Regions from separate parts of the Danio rerio genome. Here region 1 is linked to region 2. A link is a contact called in public Hi-C data. All regions are on one chromosome and are shown on one strand. Each heading gives the region's core, a stretch centred on a gene start, on an enhancer-like site or on the middle of the called end of the contact. The rest is flanking DNA. Distances are from core to core; before and after follow the strand shown. Region 1 holds the start of hmcn1 (hemicentin 1). Region 2 overlaps hmcn1 (hemicentin 1).

Region 1 (6,633 bases), core at 2,317-4,816, 50 kb before region 2:
AAAATTAATAGTCCTCATTTCATTACTTTAGTCATTAAATAGAAAAATGTTGAACTTGTGGTCAAAATCTGTCAAACAAATTTTAAAAACAATTTAAAGAATGTTTTCCTGTTAATGTCTTCTAAATTGAACAATTTCATGAATGATTTGCAGCCATATGTATGTTGTAAGTTCAGTTCCGATATGTACTGCAACATTGTTTACAGTTGTGCACAGCTTCACCCAAAGGGAGTTTATGTTTGTTGTAAATAAGGGTGTATTTATTCTTTTGCACAATGCTGTGAATAAATTAGAATACCAAAGAGCAAATGCAGTAAACATGTGTAACATACATATTCAGTGTCTTGTACTTGGATACCTCACTAAATGCAGTGATGTCTAACTTTATTGTAGTTTGTACTAATTGTTTTGAGAAATGCATTAACGAGTGTGCAAATGTAAATAGTGTTGTGAAAAATGCACCAAAGCCACTGAGAAAAACTGTAATACAGTTTGTCATGGGTTTAGTAAGGTGCTATGGTAGGTTGCATAAGATTGGAATAATTGTTGCAGAAGAAAAACTCTCAGACAGTTTTGAGAGTTTGGCTGAAAACTATATCTTTTGGTTGTTTGCAGTTCCCATTTGGCAGTTATGGTTTGCACAATATTGCATTTCTGGTTCCTCCCAGTGAAAAAAATGCATTTATTGTGGTTGGCACCTCACTGCTAAAATTCCAAACTAGTTAGTTATACAGTTGGTTTAAGGTTCACATTTAGTCCACATCAACTTTTTTTTTTTTTTATCTTTTTTTTTTTTTTGTACCTAAACGGTAAATGTTAAGATAGTTATGTATAACTGGTACTATTTTTGTTTTTGTATTGTTATATGTTTGACCTCTGGCATCAGCCAGCATAGACAACCTGCTGGTTTTGAGCCCTAATTCAAACCTGCAACCAGCCGATCAGTGGGCATATCCAACATAAACATCCTGCCTCGTTTCCATACCATTAGCTCAAGCCAGGGAAGACTTAAGATCAACACACCTGAGTCAACATGGAAAAAGAGGACAATTCGAGAGAGAGAGGGAGAAGGAGAGAGAGAGAGAGAGAGAGAGAGAGACCGTTGATTATAACTCAGAACAGTGTGTAACAGTGAAATCTTTAGAATTGAAGTATCTGACTGTTAGAATTTTGTATTTTACTAATTTATAGTATTTTACTAATTTAAAGTATACTATAATTTGTGACTGATGGTTGTCTTTATTCGGATTTTCTTTGTTATATTAATTAGTAAGTGGTGCTACATGTTTTTTGTTTTTTGCTACATGTTTTTTTTTTTTTTTTTTTCTAAAAAATATTTTAAAATTGTCTTTGTAAATAAATAATTATTTTAATCATGGAATATATGTTGCTCTTTATTCAAAGTGTGCTCCTTTTTTCTTTTTTACTGCTTCATACTATTTAACTGTATGCAATGTGATATGGCGCGCTCTAGTGGACAACATCTTTTTTTCTTTTCTTTTTCAAGGTTGAGGTTTCGATCAGTCTTGGCTAAATTATTTATTCAAAGTCAGAAGGAAATCCTCTGGTAGTGGTGATCCGTTCAGAAACATCTTTTACCCTCTTTCCTTTCATCAGTTTCAAAATTAACAGGAGTTTCAAAGAAGACCATGGAACGAATTAACAAAATATTCTGATCCTGTGTTTAAAGCAACAGCTTTCAAGGTTTATTATATTCACTCATCATGTGTGTGTGTGTGTGTGTGTGTGTGTGTGTGTGTGTGTGTGTGTCAACAAGTGTGAAGTCAGAATTATTAGCCCCCCTTTGAATTTTCTTTTAAAACATTTCCTAAATAATTTTTAACAGAGCAAGGAAATTTTCACAGTATGTCTGGTATTGTTTTTTTCTTCTAGGTAAAGTCTTCGAATAAAAGCTAGAATAAAAGCAGTTTTAAATTTTTTAAAAGCCATTTTAAGGTCATTGCGTCATTTTAAGGTCAATTATTAGCACCTTTAAGCTATATATTTTTTTCAATAGTCTACAGAACAAACCATTGCTATACAATAACTTACCTAATTACCCTAATCTGCCTACCCTAATTAACCTAGTTAAGCATTTAAATGTCACGTTAAGATGAATACTACTGTCTTAAAAAATATGCTATCTAGTAGAATACTATTTACTGTCATCATGGCAAGGATAAAATAAATCAGTTATTAGAGATGAGTTATTAAAACTATTATGTTTAGAAATGTGTTGAAAAAATAAATGTATGCATCGACAGATGTGGGTGAATTAGTGACATTTCTATTCTCTTGCATCTTTTTCCAAAAAATACTATTACCATCTCATTAACCAAAGTGGCATTTATTTGTTGTGGATTGATATGCAGCCAGCTTAAAACTGATAACCAGGATATGTTCATTGATTCTTCTACCATACGTCGCTTTCCCCTTGGCTGCTGTTTTGCTCCTGTTGTCTTTTCCTCTTTTTTAACTGCTCCATTAGGCCTACTCACAAAAATCTGCTTACCCCTATCCTTTCGAAGTTTTGTGGACTACAAGCAAACTTTCCACTTTGTCAAACGTTTTACATGAAAACTTACCACCAACAATAGGGTAACTTCACATTTCACAGTTACCCTTGCAGCTTTTCCCTTCATTGTCTTCTGGCAGTGGTTGCAACTCATCGCAGTATCTGCAGCCTGCCATTAGGTGGTAGCAAGTGAACAAAAACGCAGACAACCAAGTTCTGCATTAAAATGTGTCACTACATTGCTTGCATATTACATAGAATTGAATACATGTACATTGTATATTAAGACAGTTTTTTGAACTTGTCGAGACATTTTCGTTCATCTAAATGTAAGAATGCCAAATGTTTTAGGGTCGTGTTTGGAGTTAAGGTGGGATATAGCTAAACTGGTGTGTGTGGTTCAGGTATTGTAAAAGAAGAAGAAGGAAATTGTTCCCTCAGAAAGGTTTTAATACCTAAAAATGACTTGTTGATCGTGATCTGAATGTTTTTTGAATTTATAAAAATGCTAAATGTTTTCTCTGTGGGTTGTATTTGGGTTAGGGGTTAATACAGACTGTACAGTACCATTATGTCTTTGAAAGTTGCATTATGTTAAACATGGATATCCAAAGTGTCTGTTGAGTTCAGAGAAATTGTATTTTTTATTTATTTTATATTTTTTTATTTCATTAATATTTTGTTAATTTAATTAGGCTATTTTTTCCTGTTGTTGTGATTTTTATCTTCACATGGCATTATTATTTTTGTGCATTCATTTGCTGATTAGTAAGACTTGTGTGTAAATTCGACAGTATCCAGGACATTTTCTTTTTGAGGCAATAAAGTATTTTCCATTTTGACCCATGTTCATATTATGATGTAAGCGGTTTCATTTATGCTCTTTTTAAAATTGTGTACTCGTTTTTTATATGGAGACTCGTAAAATGTAAACCTTTGCTTCATGGGTCATGTAAATACACACAAGACCCCCTCGCGACCCCAAAAGAGCTGTAGACCAATAAGCGCGAAGCTTCTTAATACGACGAGTCAGAGTTTGCCTGAGGTGCTTCTTCTCTCGCGTCTGGTAAAAGAAGTTAATAGTGGATCAGCATTTGTGGAGGCGACAGTTTGTTGAGAAACTCCAGAGGCGCAGGACGCGCGCGCACTAAAACAAACTCAAAGCATCCTCGCGCAAACGACCGTCAGAAGAAATCTGACACAGTGCCTCCTCAATTTTTTTTTTTGTCTTTTTCAAGACTTATTTTTTTCCCAATAGTGTCTCTGTTGTCAATGTAACCAATGTTTTGTAAATTTTTTTCAGCTCGTCGCTGATTTCTTCTTTTTTTTGCGTCGAGGTTATTTTTGTCGAGAAGCAGTTGGGAATCGCAAGATGGACTTGATAACTTCGCCGTTTTTTCTTGGTCTCATATTAGTTCTTAACGTTTTGTCAACAGCCCAGGACCCAAAAGAAGATGTCCCCGAGGGAGCCTCCACCTTAGCGTTTGTGTTTGATGTCACCGGCTCCATGTACGATGATTTAGTGCAAGTGATTGAAGGAGCATCGAAGATTTTGGAAACATCCCTCAGCAGACCCCAAAGACCACTATACAACTTCGCCTTGGTGCCGTTTCATGACCCAGGTACATACGAACACGTTCCATTCGTTTAAATGGTTTTAATACAATTCTTTATTGCCCCATAATAATAGATTTTTTTTACTGATAAGTAACCAACTCCTTTCTTTTTTTATATTTTAAATGTTTTGCTATGTCTTTCAGTAATACGTCTAAAAATTGACAGATTTTCTTATAGTAAATGTTGATAAATGTGCATGTTTAAGCACAATTCTAATGCAATGTGGTTTGTTCTTGAAACTAGAAAAATAATTTTGTGACATTTTCTTTAGACATATATTGTGTTGTACAAGTAAATATATCCTGTATCAAGTACGTTTACAAATGTAGTTCATCTTAAAGAGGACTTGTTGCCAGAAACATGACAAATCTGTTAGTTTGTTGAGAGCTGCTTCATGCTAGTGTCTCACACCTACAGGAGGTATCAAAGCATTGTTTGTAGTGCCCAGATGTTCTGTGCACTGAATTCACTGTCATTATCATTCCGTCTATTCAGGCGGAACAACCTTGGAAGCATTTAGATGCCTGCAAGTGCTGCCTTTTTCCAAGGAACATACTTTAATAACTGTACAGGACAGTTAGGATACTCTTGTAGCACTAATAATTAAATATGTGTCCCAGACAAGTAAGTTGCATGCACCATAGAGTTTTGTCCATCTGAAATATATCTAAAATATATCCCTGAAAAATGGATCAAAGATTCACATTTCACTCTCAACATGGTCGATTCTTTGTCATGTCAACTTAAGAGTGTGTTTTTGCTTTGTAATCTTTTCAAGTACAAAGGCAAGTTCACTTCACTAATCTAAACAAAGCCAAAAAGAGAAAATGGCATTTAAATGATATAATTGCAGGGTAAGCAACATGTTGTGGTAAATATGGTAGTACTGATGAAAAATGAGTCTCCTAACTCCGTTGAAGAGTCAAAAGAAAGTATCATCTAAAGAGATGTAAAGCCTCCCCCTTCTCCGTTCCCAACCTGAATCTGACCTAAAGTGTCCAAATGCTCCACTCCAAATACATTTTCCATCCACTCCTTGGGGCGCTCAGGAATTTCTTTCAAGATGCATGCTGTATCTGGTTATTGCTTCAGAATGCGCTGTCCACTGTAACTAAACCGAAAGATTTGCAACACAAAAGAAGACTCTTAGAGAGGGAGAGGGAGATCGAGATTGACTGTTCCTTCGCAAAATCGCTAAATCACTATTCCAGATGTGTGCAATCATGTTCTGAAATCAGGCTTGTGCCTATTTGTTTTTGTTATTGTAGATCGTTTTACGAAGGCTTGCAGATGGGAAACGCGGCCAAAGGAGAGGAATATGCATTATTTAGACAACACATGACATGAGCAGCTTATTTGTCAAAAAAATATTAATCTGCGAGTAGATTTCTGAAAAGCGTTTATATGATAAATTAAAAAACAACTGTACTTTCAGGGGAAAAAAGAGCTGGATCAAAATAAAATGGTTGGTTCTGTGTGCAGATTTGAATTCTTGACTAAAAAGAAACCCATCCAACTCAAGTAAACAGATAAAACCAATAACAGCGTTTCAAATATTTAACCCTGAGTCATTCTAAGCCATGAGTACATGGAGCTCTTGGTTATCGTGTTTCACACTGTTTATAATTTACACAAATATAACAATTAATCAGGGGTTTTCATCAGATGACAATTTGCACTATGCATTGTTAAAATTGATTATATTGAGCAAAACATGCAACCTGTTTACATAAATTCTCTTGCATCAGGCATGCTCATATACTGCCATCAGGTTTCTTTTTCTGCATGGACTCTTCAGATTATAGAGGTGAGAATGAGAGTGTCTCATTCTTTGCTCCATCTAAAGCCTTTCCCACAACAATTTGACATCTTTCTGAAACAGTTGTATACAACTGCCAGTGAATATGAGAAACTCGATTGGCTTTTCATCCTGCAACACTCTAACAACACTTAATTACAAGCATGAAACCTTCCTGTACCTGGGGTTAAAAGCTGTGTTTAAAACACAATAACCCAGGGTCAAGTACTGTGTGAAACATCCTGTGGATTTTTTTAAAGTTGTTTCATTCAGATCATACTGTAGTGTGGATGGACGAAATGCATGCATCTTGTATCTCTCCGACTGTGACCTGGAAGAGGAAATAGAGAGTCCCTTGGGCAGTGAATAAGGGTTAATAGTCAGTAGAGGCTTCAATGAGTTTCAGATGTGCAGAGATCTTTTAAAGAGAATTTGGGCCGTTGATCAGTGTGTGGCCACGGGCTCTCTGTGCTACTGCTTTCCTGAGAGATACAGTGATGTACTTCACATATACATACACACATACTGTAGGCCTGTAAACGTGACCCCTTGTAATCTAGTTCTTGAGCTTGCACGTGTTTACAACCTTTTACAATCCTTTTGCCACAAATTTCAGAACCCTGATGTCAATTTTCAAAACTCTAGATAAAAAACTCTAAACAGTCACTGCTTATGACACTGACTCTCCAGTGTTCAAAGCTCT
Region 2 (6,295 bases), core at 597-3,096:
ACAGAAAACATTTAAACAATGTTTGACCACTTCATATAGCCTGATTTTGTTAAAAAAAAACGCTCTTTTTGTAACAAATTTAATTTGGTATAATTTGTATCTTTATTTTAATATATAGTTTGTTGGCCAGTTATCTACAAAATAAACAAAAATAACAAATTAATTGTAGGTGAAATGATGTGCAAATAATACTTTTTCAATAATCTGGAAATTATAAATTAAATTTAAGTAGACCTATTATAACATGTAACAGTATTTCTGACAATTTTCTTTATAATTTGAATATGAATTACAGTATCGCGATACTACTTGGTATCGTAATACTTCAGCTGGTATAGTATCGTAAAATGAATTATTGGTATTGCGACAACCCTATTATTATTATTATTATTATTATTATTATATTAGTATTTATTGTTCTAATACTGTTGCTTAAATCATTTTAAATGGCATACACAAACAAACACAATTAAAATGAATTTAAAGGAAGTGTGTTGAAATGTTTTCATATTTAATGTTGAAGTAGTTGTCATTTTGTGTTATATTAAAATATAAAAATATTTCTGTTTCTTATTTATCATCTCCGTCTCCTCTATCATTCTCTGCTTCCTTTTTTTCCCCTTACCCTCTATTTTAGTCCTGCTCCTGCTGCACTAAGACACTTCATGGTTTCTGTGTGTCAGACATTGGCTTTTTAAACAGCTGTCACTGTTTGACTGACACAGTGCATGTGCGTGTGTGTGCGTGTGTGTGTGTGTGTGTGTGTGTGTGTGTGTGTGTGTGTGTGTGTGTGTATGTAATCACCACCTGCTGGGATTCCTGTGCTGTGCTAGTCATTATGGTCCCTTTGAAGTGGGACTGCTGACACAGTGATGCCAAGCCAGACCACAGAGTCATCTGCCATAATCATTTACACAACATTACTTTGACATGTACTGTCCACACACACACACACACACACACACACACACACACACACACACACACACACACACACACACACACACACACACACACACACACACACGCACACACACACACACACACACACCATTCATAGCCCCATTCAGATGTTCATCACTGTGTTCAGAGGGTCTGGAGAAGTTCTAGACATTTCTGTACATCTTACCATCTTTGGTGGACAACTTTTCTTCCTTTTCCTGCCACCAATTCATTAACTCTTATTAATAGGCAATCAACTTTTATTATGTCTATCAATCAGTTCATTTATTGATTAATCAATAGATTCATTAATTCGATCACATACATTTAAACGATCCGTATTAACGATGTAGGTCATCAAAAAAAAAAGAATTATTATTATTTTTGTATTTATTACATTTTATTTGTTTATTTTTATATTTTCTGTTTATGTTTATCTTCTTTAATGATTGACTGAGGACCTACTGTACATTTTTTACATCTTGGATGGCTCAAGCATAAGTAAACCCACATCATATTGACGTTTCTCAATAAGTGTATTTTAAATGGACAGATTTCTGGTGCTGCCATAGAATTTACATGCTAAAAATACGTCATCCATGTTCCAGATCAATTTGCTCATTTATATATTCCTATGAATTAAAGTAGCCTATGGCATAGAAGAGTGGATGAGGAGGTGTTGGTGAGGCTTAGCGTCAGTGAGTTGTTAAAACTGAGCCTCTAGGCAGACAGAGTCTATTAGAGTACAATTTAGTGAGTAAGACCTGGGATAATTACAGCTTTACTACTAAACACAGAGTGACCCCTAAACTGCAATGGCTTAACTGCCTGAGCATGCAGCACACAGCAGCTCCCGTGCACAACAGACGCTTTTTGTCTGCCAGGGTCCAATTTAATCATGACAGAGTAGAGCTCTGGAAATTACGTCAGTCATTCCAGTCAACCTTTCCATTGGAAATACAGTAGAAGTCCTGGAAAGCTCTGTTCCTGTTGAGTGCTGCATGTTAGCCATGTTACTGATACTTAAAAACTTTAACAGTGGCCTGCTCTGATCCGAAAACTAGTGAGCTACTTGTGCAAGATAAATATTGTGTATATGTTTTTGGTATAAAATAGTTTTGTTTTTGTTATGGCGACATGGTGGCTCATGTCACAGGTTCGAGGTTCGAGTCTCGGCTGGGTCATTTGGCATTTTTGTGTGGAGTTTGCATGTTCTCCCTGTGTTTGTGTGGGTTTTCTCCGGGTACTCCAGTTTCCTCGACAGTCTAAAGATTTGATATATAGATAAATTGAATAAACTAAATTGGCTGTAGCTTATGTGTGTGAATGAGAATGCATGGATGTTTCCCAGTTCTGGGTTGCAGCTGGAAGGGCATTGAAGAAGATTTCTATTCTCTCAGTGTGAAGTATTTTCTAAGTGTAAAGCAGTTAATTTTTTCTTCACAAAATGTATGTAGTGTTTGCAGCAAACATGCCAGCATGTGTTAAAAATACTGTGTAAGATGAGTATACCTGCACAGGAGCAACACTAGGAGAAGGCTGAGTGACTGATTGTGTAGAATAACTGAATATGTAAAGCACTGATCATATATGTTAAATACTTCTATGAAGCTATATGTGTCAGAAGTTAGAATGAGTAACATATTATCAAGTGATTATGCTTTCATGACAATGTATGTAAACACTTAGCTCCTTTGCATAAGTTGCATCTATATTTGCTGACATAGACCTGTAACATCTCTGTTGACATGAGCTAGTGGGCTGAGAGCCAAGAATAGCAGGACCCCTTAGACTAGAAAACCTATTCAAAAATGGTCAAGAGTTAAAAAGAGACACAGGGGTGTGTCAAAAAACATTTATAAAGATTTTGGAAACACACAGAAAATTTAGAAAGTGTCCAGGAGAGACTTCAGAATGCTCTGGGGTCTGCTCTGCTCTTTCTCGGCTTTATTATGAAGAATAAAGTCTATTTTCTGATATTCAAAACCTCCTGTCTGATAATTTCTAATTGATGAAAAGTCGAATTACGAGAGCATCCGCTGTGTAAAACATATGCAGGATAAGATGGCGGTTCATTCTGCTGTGGCGACCCCTGATGAACAAAATGGACTAAGCCGAAGGAAAATGAATGAATGTTTTTGTTATATGTTTTGCAGTGTAAATTATTTGTGTAATGGCAGGCTTGTTATCAAATTACATCACAGGAATTTGATACCACATTCTGTTAGAGAATGTGTATCTTTTAAATCATTTAAGTATATTTAAAAAAAAAATGGCTTCTTAATAATTGACATTGTGAACACGAGGCTTTTGATGTTGTTGTTGTGGCTGTTATTCGTCGTTCATTTGAGTATTGTTTATAGTTAAAATTTTTATTTTTATTGGTATGGCCTTTAACATCTGACTAATGGACCACCAATAAAAACTAGCCTTTGGGCTAATTTGGGTATAGTTACATTCTTGGGAAATGTTCATTATTGTACACTGTCTCGTGTTGTGAAATAAATAAACACATTTCAGTAAACTATTCCTGTAATGGCAAGATTTTTCAATTGATCTTTCAGAAACAATGCAAATTTGCTGATTTGGTGATAAACAAAGTTTTGTTGTTGCTTTTGGTTTATTAGTATAATAACTTTAGTATTGAGGCGATGCAGTGGCGCAGTAGGTAGTGCTGTCACTTCACAGCAAGAAGGTCGCTGGTTCGAACCTCGGCTTAGTTGGCGTTTCTGTGCGGAGTTTGCATGTTCTTCCTGCATTTGCGTGGGTTTCCTCTGGGTGCTCGGGTCTCCCCCACAGTCCAAAGACATGCGCTGCAGGTGAATTGGGTAGGCTAAATTGTCCGTAGTGTATGAGTGTGTGTGTTTGTGTGTGTGTGGATGTATTCCAGAGATGGGATGCGGCTGGAAGGGCATCCGCTGTGTAAAATTCTGCTGGATAAGTTGGCGGTTCATTGCGCTGTGGCGACCCCGGATTAATAAAGGGACTAAGCCGACAAGAAAATGAATGAATGAATGAATGAATATTAGTATTGAGTTGGTGGTTCATTCCACTGTGGTTACCCCTGATAAATAAGGAACTAAACCGAAGGCCTTGTATTTACTGGTGTTTGTTATTGTTTAATGAGTCCCTACTGTAAAGTATTGATTTTTTTCTAAAATATTTGACCCCAAACTATTGAATGTATCAAAAACTCAATAGAAAAATCCAAGAATATAGACGAGGTGATACAGTTCACACTTTTAACTCAAATAGAAACTGTGGAAACCCATCACCATCTTAAACCAGCATTTTACACAAGCTGAAACTAAACAACAATAGTCTTATCATTATGTTTTTGAATAATATGTTTTTATTTTGACCTTAAAGCAACCCAGAGCAATACAAAAAGCAACAACAACTATAAAGAAAGAAAACAAAAGGCAAACGAAACTTAAAAAAAGAGACAAAATACTTTAAAACCATAGATACATCAGTTACCGACAAAGGTTAACAATGTTACACATGTAGGCCAGTGGGCACAGGCAACATGGTGATCTTGCAAACAACGACAGGGTCATACCTTTAAACTGTTATCATTGACATTTGACAGATAATTAAAAAAGGGTTTCCAGGTGGCTTCAAAGCCAGCAATGCTATCAGAAAGATTGTGTCTAAGTTTCTCTAAATGTAAAAGTACTAGAGAATTCAGAAAGCCAGGACTTAAAAAGTGGATTTGATGCCTTTTTCCATAGACAAAGATAATTTTTTTAGCTCCCACCATTCCATATTGTATAGCTTTTTTAATTTGATGATTGAACCCACGAAGTGAGTCAGGCCAACCAAAAACAGTGATTGCTGGATCAGAGGTGAGGTTAGCAACAATAAGCCTTAGAGTAGAATCTGAAAACTTTGGCCATGACTAAAAAGATGTCCCTTGGAGCTCTTCAAAGATTCACATTTGTTACAGTTAGAGAAGATGGAGGGGTTGAGTTTGTTAAACCCTAAACTAAGAAACATACAGTATATCTTAAGGTTGTAGTTTTATGCTAATTCAACCAGGGCTGTTTAGTAAAACCTTTAACTTTTAAAAACGTTTAAAACTCAAAGGCAATGGTTAATCAAATCTTAATGGCAATTGGTTTCTACTAAGTGTACTATTTGGGTTTAGACTGCAGGTAATACTTAAGGTAATACTGAACGCAAAAAAACATAAAATTGTGGTATTATACATACAGGACTTTGCCTTTATACAGTACATGCTAATGCCAAACTTTAACAGTGGCTTGCTCTCATCCAAAAACATAAATATTGTGTATATTTTTATGATGCAAAATATCTGTTTTGTTTTGTGTTATTTATTTCTTTAATGACAAGAGGCGGCACGGTGGCTCAGTGGTTAGCACTGTTGCCTCACAGCAAGAAGGTCGCTGGTTTGAGTCCGGGCTGGGCCAGGTTTCCTCCGGGTGCTTTAGTTTCCCCACAATCCAAAGATATGCTCTATAGATAAATTGTCTGTGTGAATGCGAGAATGTATGGGTGTTTTCCATGTGCTATTTGGCAGTCACACAGAGTTGCTGCCTATTAAAATCATTCTCAATTAAATCACTTGCATAGTTCTTTTTCATTTAATATATTTAAAAAAACACCCTATATAGGCAGCACACTAGGTTTTGGAACAGAGCTATATCATGTGCATTTCCTGTCTCGGGCCATGATGTCACACATCCTGCGGTGCTGGAATATGGGACAGACAGAGACTGGAAGTCAGAAAACAGCGGAGACACACATCAGATTAGCTCCGGCAGTCTCATTCAGCTGGGCTGCACATCATGAATTGATCAAGGGCATACCTCAGTTTCAGCAGCTCAGGGAATCTGGAACCAATAATCCCACTTTAGTGTTCTGTAAAAAGGGAGAAGGGATGATGGGAGAATTGCTGTGAAATGGGTTAGACTGATTCCAGAATAATATCATGGGTGTAAAGCAGGACATTTTTACAGGGGTGTTTCGGGGACCACATGCGAACAATGATTGGATGCAAATGTTTACAAACACACGTCAATATAGTCAAAATTATACTACTACATCCAACTGTTTAGTGATATATGACCCAATATGGCCCTTGTTTCTTATGCTTTATTAATCCAACACCCCCATTCTTCAATATTATGAGTACTCCCCAGGTTTCATTCAATTTTTTCATTGATTTATTGGTATAATATCTCAAAATATATTGCAGAACGTGGTCAACTAAACTAAATGTGGCATGACTAAAGGGCATTCAGCATTATAAAACTGACTATGGAGTAAAACGTCTATTCAGGCTGCCTAGATATCACACTGTTAAAATACATTTTCAGCAAAAATTAAG

Evidence for each region. A called contact is a pair of places that touch in the nucleus more often than the background predicts.
Region 1: a contact with region 2 is called in a Hi-C map of embryo, with 1.6 times the contacts expected there. The contact joins the promoter of hmcn1 here to the enhancer-like site in region 2. A contact is called at or near these places in 2 of 18 Hi-C or Micro-C datasets (embryo and an unstated tissue).

What each region holds. Positions count from the first base shown.
Region 1 is chr20:37,562,776-37,569,408 of GRCz12tu, reverse strand. hmcn1 (hemicentin 1) reads left to right here and starts at 3,566. Exons shown (of 107, transcript NM_001190304.2): 1 at 3,566-4,136. The coding sequence starts at 3,888.
Region 2 is chr20:37,511,027-37,517,321 of GRCz12tu, reverse strand. The region is part of intron 11 of hmcn1 (hemicentin 1); the gene reads left to right. Among named protein-coding and RNA genes, the nearest start is that of hmcn1, 52 kb to the left of the region's middle. Within about 2 kb of position 1,846, at least 12 of the 62 cell types and tissues checked have an H3K27ac peak or open chromatin away from gene starts, as enhancers often do.